Linked DNA regions of Mus musculus: all the other regions are linked to region 1. Evidence: chromatin contacts called from public promoter capture Hi-C data. All regions are on one chromosome and are shown on one strand. The core of a region is the stretch at or near the end of the contact, and the rest is flanking DNA. Distances in the headings are between cores, read along the strand shown.

Evidence for each region. Promoter capture Hi-C pulls out the DNA fragments that hold promoters and counts their contacts.
Region 2: a promoter capture Hi-C map of the HPC-7 cell line shows a contact between it and region 1. The contact joins the enhancer-like site here to the promoter of Nap1l1 in region 1. A contact is called at or near these places in 11 of 39 promoter capture datasets (the C10 cell line, the HPC-7 cell line, cranial neural crest and 8 more), 1 of 15 datasets of contacts at CTCF or cohesin (the NIH/3T3 cell line), 2 of 484 Hi-C or Micro-C datasets (both in bone marrow-derived macrophages), 14 of 115 datasets of contacts at active chromatin or transcription factors (the 230-238 cell line, Th17 cells, embryonic basal ganglia and 8 more) and 4 of 9 other capture datasets (adipose tissue, liver, macrophages and 1 more).
Region 3: a contact with region 1 is called in a promoter capture Hi-C map of pre-B cells. The contact joins the enhancer-like site here to the promoter of Nap1l1 in region 1. A contact is called at or near these places in 11 of 39 promoter capture datasets (the C10 cell line, the HPC-7 cell line, cranial neural crest and 8 more), 1 of 484 Hi-C or Micro-C datasets (bone marrow-derived macrophages), 10 of 115 datasets of contacts at active chromatin or transcription factors (the 230-238 cell line, Th17 cells, embryonic basal ganglia and 7 more) and 3 of 9 other capture datasets (adipose tissue, liver and macrophages).

The regions. Positions count from the first base shown.
Region 1 is chr10:111,470,937-111,474,997 of GRCm38.p6, forward strand. It overlaps Nap1l1 (nucleosome assembly protein 1-like 1), which reads left to right and starts at 2,291. Exons shown (of 16, transcript NM_015781.5): 1 at 2,291-2,415.
Region 2 is chr10:111,934,992-111,939,052 of GRCm38.p6, forward strand. No RefSeq gene overlaps it. Among named protein-coding and RNA genes, the nearest start is that of Krr1, 36 kb to the right of the region's middle. Within about 2 kb of position 1,955, at least 66 of the 459 cell types and tissues checked have an H3K27ac peak or open chromatin away from gene starts, as enhancers often do. A contact at or near this core is called in the HPC-7 cell line, the NIH/3T3 cell line, adipose tissue and 2 more, where this site is marked.
Region 3 is chr10:111,911,899-111,915,959 of GRCm38.p6, forward strand. No RefSeq gene overlaps it. Among named protein-coding and RNA genes, the nearest start is that of Gm20758, 40 kb to the left of the region's middle. Within about 2 kb of position 1,738, at least 13 of the 459 cell types and tissues checked have an H3K27ac peak or open chromatin away from gene starts, as enhancers often do. A contact at or near this core is called in embryonic stem cells and pre-B cells, where this site is marked.

The DNA of each region.
Region 1 (4,061 bases), core at 1,041-3,540:
TGCTCTACATAGGGAGTTAAGTTCTAGGACAGCTAGAGTCCCATAGCGAGGTCCTGTCTCCGCAAGCAAATGACAAATAGAGAGTGACGCTTAGAACAGAGGTGGTTTGATACCCAAAAAAGAGTGAGTTATGAGTAAGTTTGGATTCAATTGACAAAATACTCGGTCCCAACTTGCTTTCCTTTTTTAAATGGCGGTGAAAGCATGCCTAATTGAGAGAACGTTAGGAAGGAAGGATTTGCCGTGGCTCAGAGTTGGAGGGTGCAATCTGTCTTTCCCATCGGGGACAACATGGTGACACTCACCACATTGCATCTAATCAAGAGCTAAAAGGCAGTTCATGTTGGTGTTCCGCTTGCGTTCTCTTTCCTATTCAGTTCAAGACAGCCCATGCATGGATGTCACCAACCCAAAAGAGGAACTTCCCACTTCAACGAGCACAAGTTAGAGACGCCCTCACAGACACACCCAGGTTTTTCTCCTAGGTGCTGCTGTATTGATATTGGCTGCCACACAACTCATTTCATGATGGAGGCCTGGGCTTGACATTTTTTTTTCCGAAACGTGAATTCCATGACTTGGCAAAAGGAGGTGATCATTTGAACAGTTCTGGATTCGATCCTAGATTTCCCATGTGACCTTGAACAACTTGACTAATGCTAATTACAGACATTTTAAAGTTTCAGGGAAACTAATAGATGTCCCAGGATCTTTCCTTTAAAAACAAACAAACCAATAAGCAAGCCCCCAAAAAACCTTTGACAAGTCCAAAAGCTTTGCTTAGCTTTAAGATAGGGTCTCACTACGTAGCCAGGCTGCAGTAGAGTTGAAAATCCTCCTGTCTTTATCTCCAGAGTTCTGGCTTAACTGGTGTGTGACACCACACTCCACTTTCCCCCAGAGACCTTTGTGTGCATTCCAGATACTGATAGTTATCTTGTTGGAAATTAACAGTGATTTTTTTTTTTTTTCTGCTACAGGGCCTTAAATATTCCGCGCTGACCTGGAACTCTCTATGACCCTAAATTCCTTATCCCTGTGCCTCTATCTCTGCAGGGGTGCAACTCCAGAAATGAAGCCATGTGTGGGCTATGTGATGCTGTGGTTTGAACCTGGGGCCTTCATGCATCTTAGGCAGGCACTCTTACCAAATGAGCTACATCCAAAGGACTCAAAGAGTAGTTATTCTTTCACTAAAATACTAGCACATAGCCTTTTGTATGCACATACTACTTTTTGCCAAGTTCTTCCATGCCTGATTTCACAACAGATAACCAGATTCTCCTGTCTGTCTGTTTGTATTTCCAATGTTGCCCTATCTCACGACTTGTAGTGTCTGGAAGACTCCAGTGAAGGCTTGTGGGAGGATGGGAATGTAAAATGTAGACAGTGCCTTAGTATTATAGACAGATTAACCTCCCACCATAAAGACCACACTTGGAGCACAGCTGTTTGATTTGACGATCTCAAATTGTGGCACATAGCCACTCTCTGAAAGATTTAAAATCTGATACCTGCAGGGCCTCACTGTGGCCCTACCTAAAAAACAAAACCCCAAAGCACCAAACATAGTTAACAGAACAGGTGATTTGTAGTCAACTGAAAAATAGCTGCAAGATTTCATGAGCTTAAGGGTTGATTTACTTTTTCAGGAAGATGAAAAATTGGTATGCTGATTATTTTCATTATAAAGCAGTAATACGCAAAAATACGCTCTTTACTTCCATCAAATGAACTAAAGCAGAGATGAAGGGTTGTGTATCAGGTAAACGTGATGTGGAACACCCTAAAAGGCGTAGAGGCGCCCCGAGTTAGAAGCAAAACCAGCCGAAGACGCTGCCGCGGTGGTCACAAGAAAAGAGTTGTTAGTTCTCAGCTAGAGTGGGAAAATGGTTTCAGAGGAGAAGGGGGTGGGGAGAGGGGAGAGGCGTGCTGGGATTAGGTCTGGATGCGGATGGGAATCCTAGCCAGGATACTGCAAGCCTGCCACTAGGCTGTGTCCCTAACCCAGGCGGGCAAGGAGAACCAGGAGCGGGACCTATGGGTCGTCGCTGTGGGATTGGGATTTCCATCGCAGCGTAGAAGGGAGAAGAGATGGCGAGCACAAGACCGCCACAGGCGGGAAGCCTAAGGTGCCGGGGAAGAAGGACGGCTCTGTAACCAGGCAACAAGGCCCAGGCCCGCCTCCCGCTCCCGTTGCTACGCAACGCCGAGGCCAGGGGGAGGGCGTCGGAGCAGCCCTACGTGCTGACGCTAATTGTATATGAGCGCGAGCGGCGGGCTCTCGGGTCTTTTTTAGCGCCATCTGCTCGCGGCGCCGCCTCCTGCTCCTCCCGCCGCCGCCGCTGCCGCCGCCCTGAGTCACTGCCTGCGCAGCTCCCGCCGCCCGGCTCCGCGTCCGAGCCTCCTGGAACGGTAACGGCTGGGGGCCGGGAGGGCCGGGTGGCGGGGGCCTGCGAGGTGTCGGGCTGAGGCCGCGGGGTGAGCGCTCCGGAGCGGCCATGCGGCCTGAGGGACCCCGGGGAGCGCCGGCGGCTGCGGGGCGCGCGGGACGGCGAGGCCGCGGGAGAGCGGAGGAGGAGGAGGAGGCCACGCCGCGGGGCGCCCTGGGTCGCCCGGCCGCCTCTGCCTCGGTGGAGCCCACCGCGAGGGCAACCCCGGCGAGGCGGGCCGCGGGGATGGGGGACATGGAAGGAACGGTGGCCGCGCGAGTTCCGCCCGCAGGGAGGGGCTGTGCAGGCCGCGCGGCCTCGGCGCGCAGGAGCCGGGGCACGTGGGGACCGCGCCGCGGGCGGCCGGAGACCCCTGCCGGGGCCCACCCGACACCTCCGTCGGAGTTGGAGGAGGAGGAGGGGTCGCCACGAGTACCAGTCCCGCCACGGTCTCACCGGCTCCCTGGGTCTTCCTGGAGGGAACTGTGCTAGCGGATGGGAGGATGGAGGGGCGAGCAGCCTCCACCGCCAGGGTTATAAGGGGTTAACACGTGCAAAGCGTTCAGCCTAGCTATTTTTTTTTTTTTTTTTTTTTAACAAAAGATCTTGTTTTGTGTCTCACAGGTACAGTTAGAACTTCGATGGGTAACGTGGCCGGGGTATATTTGTGTGGAGAGACTTAATCCTAGTCTCCTTAAACCTCCAGATGGTTCTGAGACGAAAACTAAGAAGGGCTGGCTTGTTGGGGGTGGGGAGTGGGGTTCGAGTTTAATAGACCAACAGCGTGGTTCTTCCCTTCAGGCAGCACCCCCTCCCTCCCCCCAGAATTCTCACTAGGGATGAAGTGGAAGGACCATGGGGTGGAACAAGGCATTAATAATATACTGACCAAGCTCAGTGCGCCACATTTCTGTAAAGATCTCAGGAGTGGCATCGGAGGGAGGGCGGAGACAGGTCCTGTCCAGAGGGCAGGGCTTCCCAGACTAAAAGGATGCACCAGGCATACAGGCTATCTTCCAGGGCTAACTACTTCAGACTGTCTCCTGTCTCTAAATTCCAAAATGAGAAACGTTTTAAAGACTTTCCCAACACCTCTAATTTCAGGAGAGCCAACATAAAGTTTACCACTTTTGAAAATAGACGCCATCAAAACACCTTCCCAAACTTAATATCCAAAGAATACTTTGGATTAGAGGAGTGCCTAAAATTTACATTTTTTTGTTTTTTGATTTTTTTGGGGGGGGCGGGATGGGGTGGGGGTGGTGGTTTCCAGACAGGGTTTTTCTGTGTAGCCCTGGCTGTCCTAGAACTCATTCTGTACACCAAACTGGCCTGGAACTCAGAAACCCACCTGCCTCTGCCTCCCAAGTGCTGGGATTAAAGGCGTGCACCTTTAATTTTAAAACTACCAGTAAATGGGAGGTTTCAGTGGTCTTGGAATTCTTATCTTCAGACTTGTTTATGGTTGAAGTGTCTATCCCAGATTTAAACTGTACAACTACTTTAAGTCTGGATTGGAGGGATTTAATCTAGCAGTAGTGGGGACTTAGACATCTGTCATCAAATCTTGACTTAATAGATGTTCTTCTGATGTCAGCATTTAGATTATTAAATAGAAGTTAAAACATA
Region 2 (4,061 bases), core at 705-3,204, 460 kb after region 1:
AGAGGCAGGCAGATTTCTGAGTTCAAGCCCAGCCTGGTCTACATAGTGAGTTCCCGGACAGCCAGGGCTACACAGAGAAACCCTGTCTCAAAAGAAGAAGAAGAAGAAGAAGAAGAAGAAGAAGAAGAAGAAGAAGAAGAAGAAGAAGAAGAAGAAGAAGAAGAAGAAGAAGAAGAAGAAGAAGAAGAAGAAGAAGAAGAAGAAGAAGGAGAAGAAGAAGAGTAGTAGATTAGGGGTGACCCTCAGTAATTGTCAAAGCCAAATAAAATAACCTTAGTCTAAGTCTCATTTATTTGTAAGCTAGTCTGGTTAAACTTAAATTGGTTGCATCCAGAGGTCACTGGGCTTGGCGGCAGGCCCTTTACCCACTAAGCCACCCCTCATCATTCGCTTTTAAAATCACTGTGTTGTTTTTGTTTTCTCCAAAGCCATATTGATTCACTGTGTATTTCTTCATGGTTGCTATGTTACCTTGGCAAATTTCCCAAAGACCAGTGACTAGAGAGTTCTTTAATTCTCTGAGCCTTAGTTTCCTCTGAGCATGAGATTATTATACTGTGGCACACATAAGTTTGTTTTAAGACAAACATTTATCAGGACTTGGGAAAAGGCAGAAGGCCCTGGGTTTGATCTTTAGCTATGCACACATGCACATGCACACACACACACACACACACACACACACACACACACAAATATACACACACAAATATACACATACATAGACACACATATAGATATACACATACTAAGACACTCACATGCACATAGACACACAGAGAGAGACACACAGAGACACACACATGCAGACACACACATGCACCATACACACAAAATTGTGATACCAACACTAGAGTCCCCTGACCTATGGTGCTTTATGTTTGTATTTTATGACTTTTCAGAAGTCCCAGTGATGAAGATCAGTGTGACAGTCCACTCGCATCCAGGAGTTGATTGCAAAGGGACACAATAATTCCCATGGGTTAACCACAGCACTTAGCTTAGACCGTCTCAGTTGAGGCGTATTTTAATCTAGTTCTCAATTTACAGATGGGATTATGTGTAGAATGATCCTGGGACCCATGTTAACCTCCCCAAGCCTTAAATTAGCCACAAGACCGTGTCACAGCCCCACAGATGTTGAATTGGAAGTCCTCCCATGTGCACACACATATTTAGAACACTAGGCATCTCCGCTTGACTGATGAATCGGCAAAAGCCATGCCAAGCTTGTCTGGATGTCTGGAACTCTCTAAACAGCAACTATTCCTCTGCTCCTGAGTTTGCCAGGTTCTGGGTTCAGGACACATCTAAACTTCTTTCTCTGGACCAGTGTCTTGGGTCGTGGCTCTCTCCTATCCTAAGGATTCACTTGGTAGCCATGTGATATGTTGAGCAATGGCTGTAAATGTGGGGGAAGCTCTGGCACAACTAGAAACAGTTTGACAAACCCATTCCTGACTGACCTTTTCTTTCCCTCCAGTTTTGCTATCACTGGCCTGGAAATGAGGTATCTGCTAATCCTGACATCACGGGCTAACTAGCCAGTGAGATCCCGTTCCTAATGGATGTGGAGCCTCTGCTGCAATACCTCTGTCTCTGCCCTGCTAGCCCCACCCAGAAAGCCTCCTGTCTTCCTTTCCACTCTTGCTCTCTTCCTCTTTTGTCACATACTCTTCAGAGTGTCCGCAGATGTCAAGTGGAGAGAAAGACATGTGGCATGAATGCTCTTGTGCTGGCACAGGGATACTTCCTGAAGAAGATAGGGCCCCTCGCCGGGTCGCTGAGCAGGCTGCCCATCTGGATTTGTCACAGCTCGGGGCCTATTCTTGATTTAGATAGCTTGACAACTCTCATACTGGCACGATGCCACCCAGGGTGCCAGTCAACGGGCCATCTAGCCATATCAAGTGCGGCTGTTCAGGGCAGGAATCCTAGCCAGGAATTTCTAAACTGCCATTCGTGAGAGGTTCAGTGCATTTTGGCTGGGGAAAAGCTTCCAAAAATAAACACTAGATACTGTGGCCATTTGTTTGGACTTTTGTAGAAGTGTTATTAGTCATTGGGGGTAAGAAAAGGACGGTGGACACGTCAGCAGGAAATGAAGTCTAATTAATCATTCTGACAGGCAGCAGGGGACTTGAGCCCACTCTTCCCAGAACAACTGTGGGGAATTTAGGAAATGGCTAGAACAGCATTTGGTCTTACCAAAGTCTATTTATTTCTTCAGAAATTGAAAAATCACGGATGAAAGTGAGATAAGTCCATGGGAAATAAACAACATAGGGACCCGAGAAGTGAGGACATGCCTTCTTAGAATTTAGTTCTAAGACGGTCAAGCCGAAGGCCCTTATTTCAATGTTTGGAATGTACTTCCTTTGGATGATATTTACACGTGTGTGTATCAGTGTGTGTGTATCAGTGTGTGTGTGTGTGTGTGTGTGTGTGTGTGTGTGTGTGTGTGTGTGTGTTTGGAATGTGAATTGAGACAGAGACACACAGAGAGAAATAGAAAGACAGACACAGAGACAGAGACAGAGACAGAGGGACAGAGATTGGAAGCTAGACGCTAGGCAAATGCTACATTCTTGCATACTAGGCAAATGCTCTAAGCTGAGCTGTCTACTGCTCTCTCTTTCCACTTTTTATTTTGAGATGAGGTGTCACTAAATTGCCCAGGCTGATCTTAAATTTGTGATTCTCCTGCCTCAGCCCACTGAGAGTAGCTGGGGATGTATAGGCTGATGCTACCAAACCCAGCATGTTCCTAGCCTCTAATTGAGAATTCAGTTCATTGCACTTTCAAGCCTAAGGTTTAAGCAGCTTTGTGAGTTGCTAAAGCCTCATGCTGAGGGCTGCTAGCATGTACCTTTTGCTGAAAAACATCAGTTATTATCCAAACAAATTAGAGGTAACCCCTGCCTTCCCACTGAAAACATCGTTTTTCCTCTCTTCCTGTTTGTGTATATATTATAGAAGGGCAATAACCGTATGATTTTACAAGAATACTATGCAGAATAAGTAAGAAAGTTGTCCAAGAGGCCAAGCCTAATGTCCCAGGGCTATAATTCCAGCTATTGTGGAGGCAGAGGTAGGAGGAATCACAGGGGCAGGGCCTGCCAGAACTACAAAGTACGTTCAAGGCAAAACTGTACAAAATGCAGCAGGCAACTAGTAAGACATCATCTCAAAAAAAAAAAAAAAAAAAAACAAACCTCTTTTTTTTTTTAAAGGACTGAGAGGATAGTTCAGTGGTTGGTGCTTGCTTTCTAAGTGTCACAGGCCTGACTTTCTTCCAGGCTGGGAGGCAGTCAGGAGGGAAGGGAAGAGAAGAGGAGGGGAAAAAAGAAATGGAATTTAGGCAAACATCTTAGTATTAGTCGGTGCTCAATATATATTAGTATCAAGTAGATCCACTAGATTCCCGATTCACACAGATGAAGAGTTTCTTTGTTTGCCCAGCCTAAATATATCTTAGTCTTTCCATGTCCGTTTTTTAACCCTTGTCTCCATGTGGTATGTTGAATTTAATTTTTATTAGCTTGTATTGGGAAATTGTTCCACTTTGGGGCTTTTGAGATACTGACCATGCTAAAAATATAGAGGCAAACAAATATGTGTGTGTATGCGTGTGAATATAAATATGTATATGTAATGTACATGTATATGATGTGTATGTTGCATATGTTGTATGTATATATGTGTGTATATATGTATAAGATGTATATCATGTATATGATTGATATATATGATGTAGATGATGTAGATGTTTATGATATATATGATGTATATGATGTATATGATGTATATGTAGATGTAGATGTAGATGTAGATGTAGATGTAGATGTAGATGTAGATGTAGATATAGAAAGGTATTTGTGTACATCTTCTCCCAGCTCTTGTCACCAAAACCCCTTTCAGTGGTTTGACAACCGCCCAGGAACTTGAAAGTGGATATCCCTCTAGTGGCCTCTGAAGGTCATTATCCTCAGAAGTTCATGAATGCTGTGCTTCTGATCTTCATCACAAAGGACCAGTTATTAAACGCGTATCAGCATACC
Region 3 (4,061 bases), core at 488-2,987, 440 kb after region 1:
CCTACTTGGCTGTTGCTAGGTAATTGTGGGTGGAGCTTAGACAGTATGCTAACACTCAGCACTTCCATATATAGGTCTAACTGAAAGACTCACAACGTGAGGACTCCCCCACATTCTGACTCAGGAGAGGCGACACCCCAAAATCACCCACAAGAAACGGTCTTGCTGCAAATTGCAAGAGGATTTTTATTCAAGAGCGCTCTTGGGCCCATGGTCATACACCACGCAGGGGTAGAGGACCGTGGCGCCCTGAGTAGCTGAGTAAGGGGGTATTTAAAGGAAAGAACCACAACTCAAGGAGGTGGGAAGGGCGTTGTTGGAAAATACCAAAAATACCAGATAAGAGTCACAAGGAAGTACAAAGTCACAGGTGTCACAAGGAATACGTGGTAATTGTTAACTCTCAAGACAGTTTCTAAGAGCCCCTAACAATAGCACATTTGCATTGCAGCTTCCGGTAATGGTCAGGGTGACTTTCTTTGAATGAATACTCCTTGAACTCAGGAAGTGGGTGGGTGGAAGAATGTCACTATCTGCTTCATGATTAGCATACCTTGGAGCACTGAGTTTACTACTCTTTCATAACCATAGTCTATGTTCCATATATAGATCTATCTCATTCCCCCATCCCCAGGGCCTGGTAACTGTGACTCCGTTGTTTAGGCAACAATTGGGAATATACGGAAATATGATTGAGGTGTCTGATTTAAAATGCTTTAAAAAGTAAGTTGTATGTTTTGGTATTTGAGTACATTTTTAAAAAATAAGCAGTATGTTCAAAGGTCTTCCTTTTGGCAGAGTGAGCCCGGTCTCTTCCAGGAACTGAAAGGCAGCAGTGTGGAAGGATGGCCAAAACAACAGGGGACCAGGAGAGACAAAGCCAGCATGACAGCAGGCAGCGGCTGGTGGCCAGTGCGCATGTGCATGCGGTGCAAGGCAGAATACCAACTAATCATACAAACAAGCTATTTATTTATTTATTTATTTATTTATCGTCTATCTTTTTGTTTCCTGGCAGTGTTGAGTATTTGTTGTTGTTGCTGTTGGTGGTAGTATTTTTGGTGGTTGTTTTTTTTTTTTAAACATCTGTGGAGTTTCCTAACATAGACATTTCATGTAAGTGACATATTTTTTGCGTCTCTCTGACCTCCTTTACTTAGCAGAACGTTCTCAAGCGTCACTCATGGTGAAACATTTACAGCACCCTGTATCTTCCATGGAACGGAGACTGTATTTTAGTGGGTATTGGATATACTCTTACCTTGCTCAGAACGAGTCTGTTTTCCTGGTCTTCACATCACTCTCTCCCGCGCATCTATCCACATTGACCTCAGTGGCCACGCCCTCAGAGGCTCTCGGAGGCCTCGTGCTAGATGAAGCCATATGCTTCTTAAACCCCGCTTTTCCTGCACATTGCTTTTTATATCACCATCTGTAACTACATCCTCATCTAGGGACGATTTGATTAATGGCTTTCCACAACTAAACCCCAATATCCGAACACAAGGATTCTCCCCTAGATTGCTCTCTGCACCGGCTACTATAGGACCCCACCCCCACCAATGTGGAGATCTTTGCCACACAACTGTTGTTGAAATGATTTCTTACTAAGGAGCTGTCTGGCAGCTGCTTAGTGTTTTACCCAACCCCACCCCACCTCAACCCCACCCCACTGCGTGGTATTTTGCATTTGTATAGAAAGTGCCCTCATGGAGAAATTCCACTTGGGAATTTCCCCAACGGAGAATAAAGGCGAGGCTGTTTGGGGTGAGCTTCTTCCAGCATGAGTCTCGCCAGACAGTGTTTATGGCACCTGTGGGCCCGACTCTCTTCGCCTCTGGTTCGTTCCCTCTATGTATGTTCTGCCTCGGTTTCTTCTAAGCTGAAGACGATGCTAATTTGGTTCAATGAAGTTCCTTATCTCATCACTAGAAAAGCAGTGATTGGCTATAAGTAATTATCTCTCATTCATCTTTCCAGCACGGATAGTGTACTCCTGATTAGGATCTGCTGCGTTTCTCTGCTGTTGAGAAAATCCTCACGTGGTGGATTATAGTCTTCCTGTGGTGGATTATAGTCTTCCTCACGGCAGCGGCACTGACGACCCTTAAGCGTTTCCTGATATTTCCAACAGGTTCAAAAGTAGCGTTTCTCTTGTGTGCCCTTTACTTCCCTTCCATAGAACCCATCTCCTCTGTGCAAGTTTGCAGTCACAGGATGCTGTCCTCTTTTTGAGCAAATCTGGAAAGCCACCTGTCGTCACCGTCTTAAAATGACTGCAAATTTGTCTGTGCTTTCACAGACAGACTACAATGAAGTTGAGCCTTCCAGGCTACAATCATATTTAAATGGTTGGGGGGCTTCCGTTTTGAATTGTGTACCATGACTGAGAAGAAGGTTCTCGGCCTTTGAGAATGAGTTTTCTGCCACAAATGAGCTGCCTGAAATTTTCCTCAGTGAGGCACAGATTAAAAGACAATTGTGTCAACTAGACTCATTTGCATATGGAACCACCCAGGTGGTGTAGCCAAAGCCCTGACAGGTTCTTCCATCCTCTGGGCCAGCCTCCCTCACCACTCTGACTGAAACATGTAAGGGAGAATAGATTTACTTCGGCTCATGGTTTTCTGGCACATCCGTCAGTTTATAGAAGGGAAGGCAGTTGGGACACCTACTCTAGGCTGACAGGATGTGATGTCAGAGTTCCTCTCATGTCCTGGGTGAAGTCACAAAAAACTTGGGACTGGAAGCAGAGTCTTACAATCCTCAAGGCCCAATCTTGGTGGCCTGTGTCCACCAGTAATGTCCCATGTCACAAAGGTTCTGTAACCTCCTAAAACAATGCCCATTAATTGCAGGCCAGGTATTCAAACATACAAATCCATGAGCCTATAGAGTCAGGTCACCTCCAAGCCACATCACTCATTTTGGATAAAATAAATGCCTTTGCTCTGAAGGTAAACACACAGCAGTTAAACACAAACATACTTCAGGAAACCTTAAAAAAAGAATGGTTCTTTAGCCTCAAGGATTGTCAATAGTCTAATTAACTATGCTAATGCAGTAAATTAAAGAGGATTATCTAGCCAAAGAAGCTTTGGCAAAAGGAGTGCCAGCGGCAAACAGTGCCGGTTAGATCAAGCACTTACCACCGATTCAGATCTTAGTGGTTTGGCTTAATATCAAATCCCAAATTGTGAGAATGGAGATTGGAATCTGATACAGATATATATCTGTAACCCTACATAAAAACTTACTTATTCTGGTTAGAATTCAGTGTGTCATAGCATTTATCTTTGTATAGATAGGGGGAGAGTAATTTAACCAGGTTAACATAATTATTCACTCCTCTTGGATGTGAGATTTCTTGTAGATTTAGAGTCTGTGGGGTGGAGAGAGAGTTCAGCTGCTAAAGCACTTGCTGTTCAAGCATGGAGTCCCGAGTCTGATGCTCGGAAGCCACGTGGAAAGGTGAGGCATGGTGGCATACACTTGCAATCCCAGAGTTTAGGTGGCAGAAAGAGACAGGAGGAGTCCTGAGATTTGATGGCCAGCCAGACTAGCCTACTTAGCTGGCCTCAGGCTAGTGAGAGAGGCTGTGTCAAAAATCAAAGCGGATAACATCTGAGGAACAATACAGAGGGCTGACCTTTGACCTATACTCACTCTCTCTTACACACTCACACGTACACACACACATACACATACTCACACACATATACACATATACACCCAGATGCACACACTCACACACATATACACATATACACCCAGATACACATACTCACACACACATATACACATATACACCCAGATACACATACTCACACACATATACACATATACACCCAGATACACATACTCACACACATATACACATATACACCCAGATGCACACACTCACACACATATACACCCAGATACACATACTCACACACATATACACATATACACCCAGATGCACACACTCACACACATATACACCCAGATACACATACTCACACACATATACACATATACACCCAGATACACATACTCACACACATATACACGTATACACC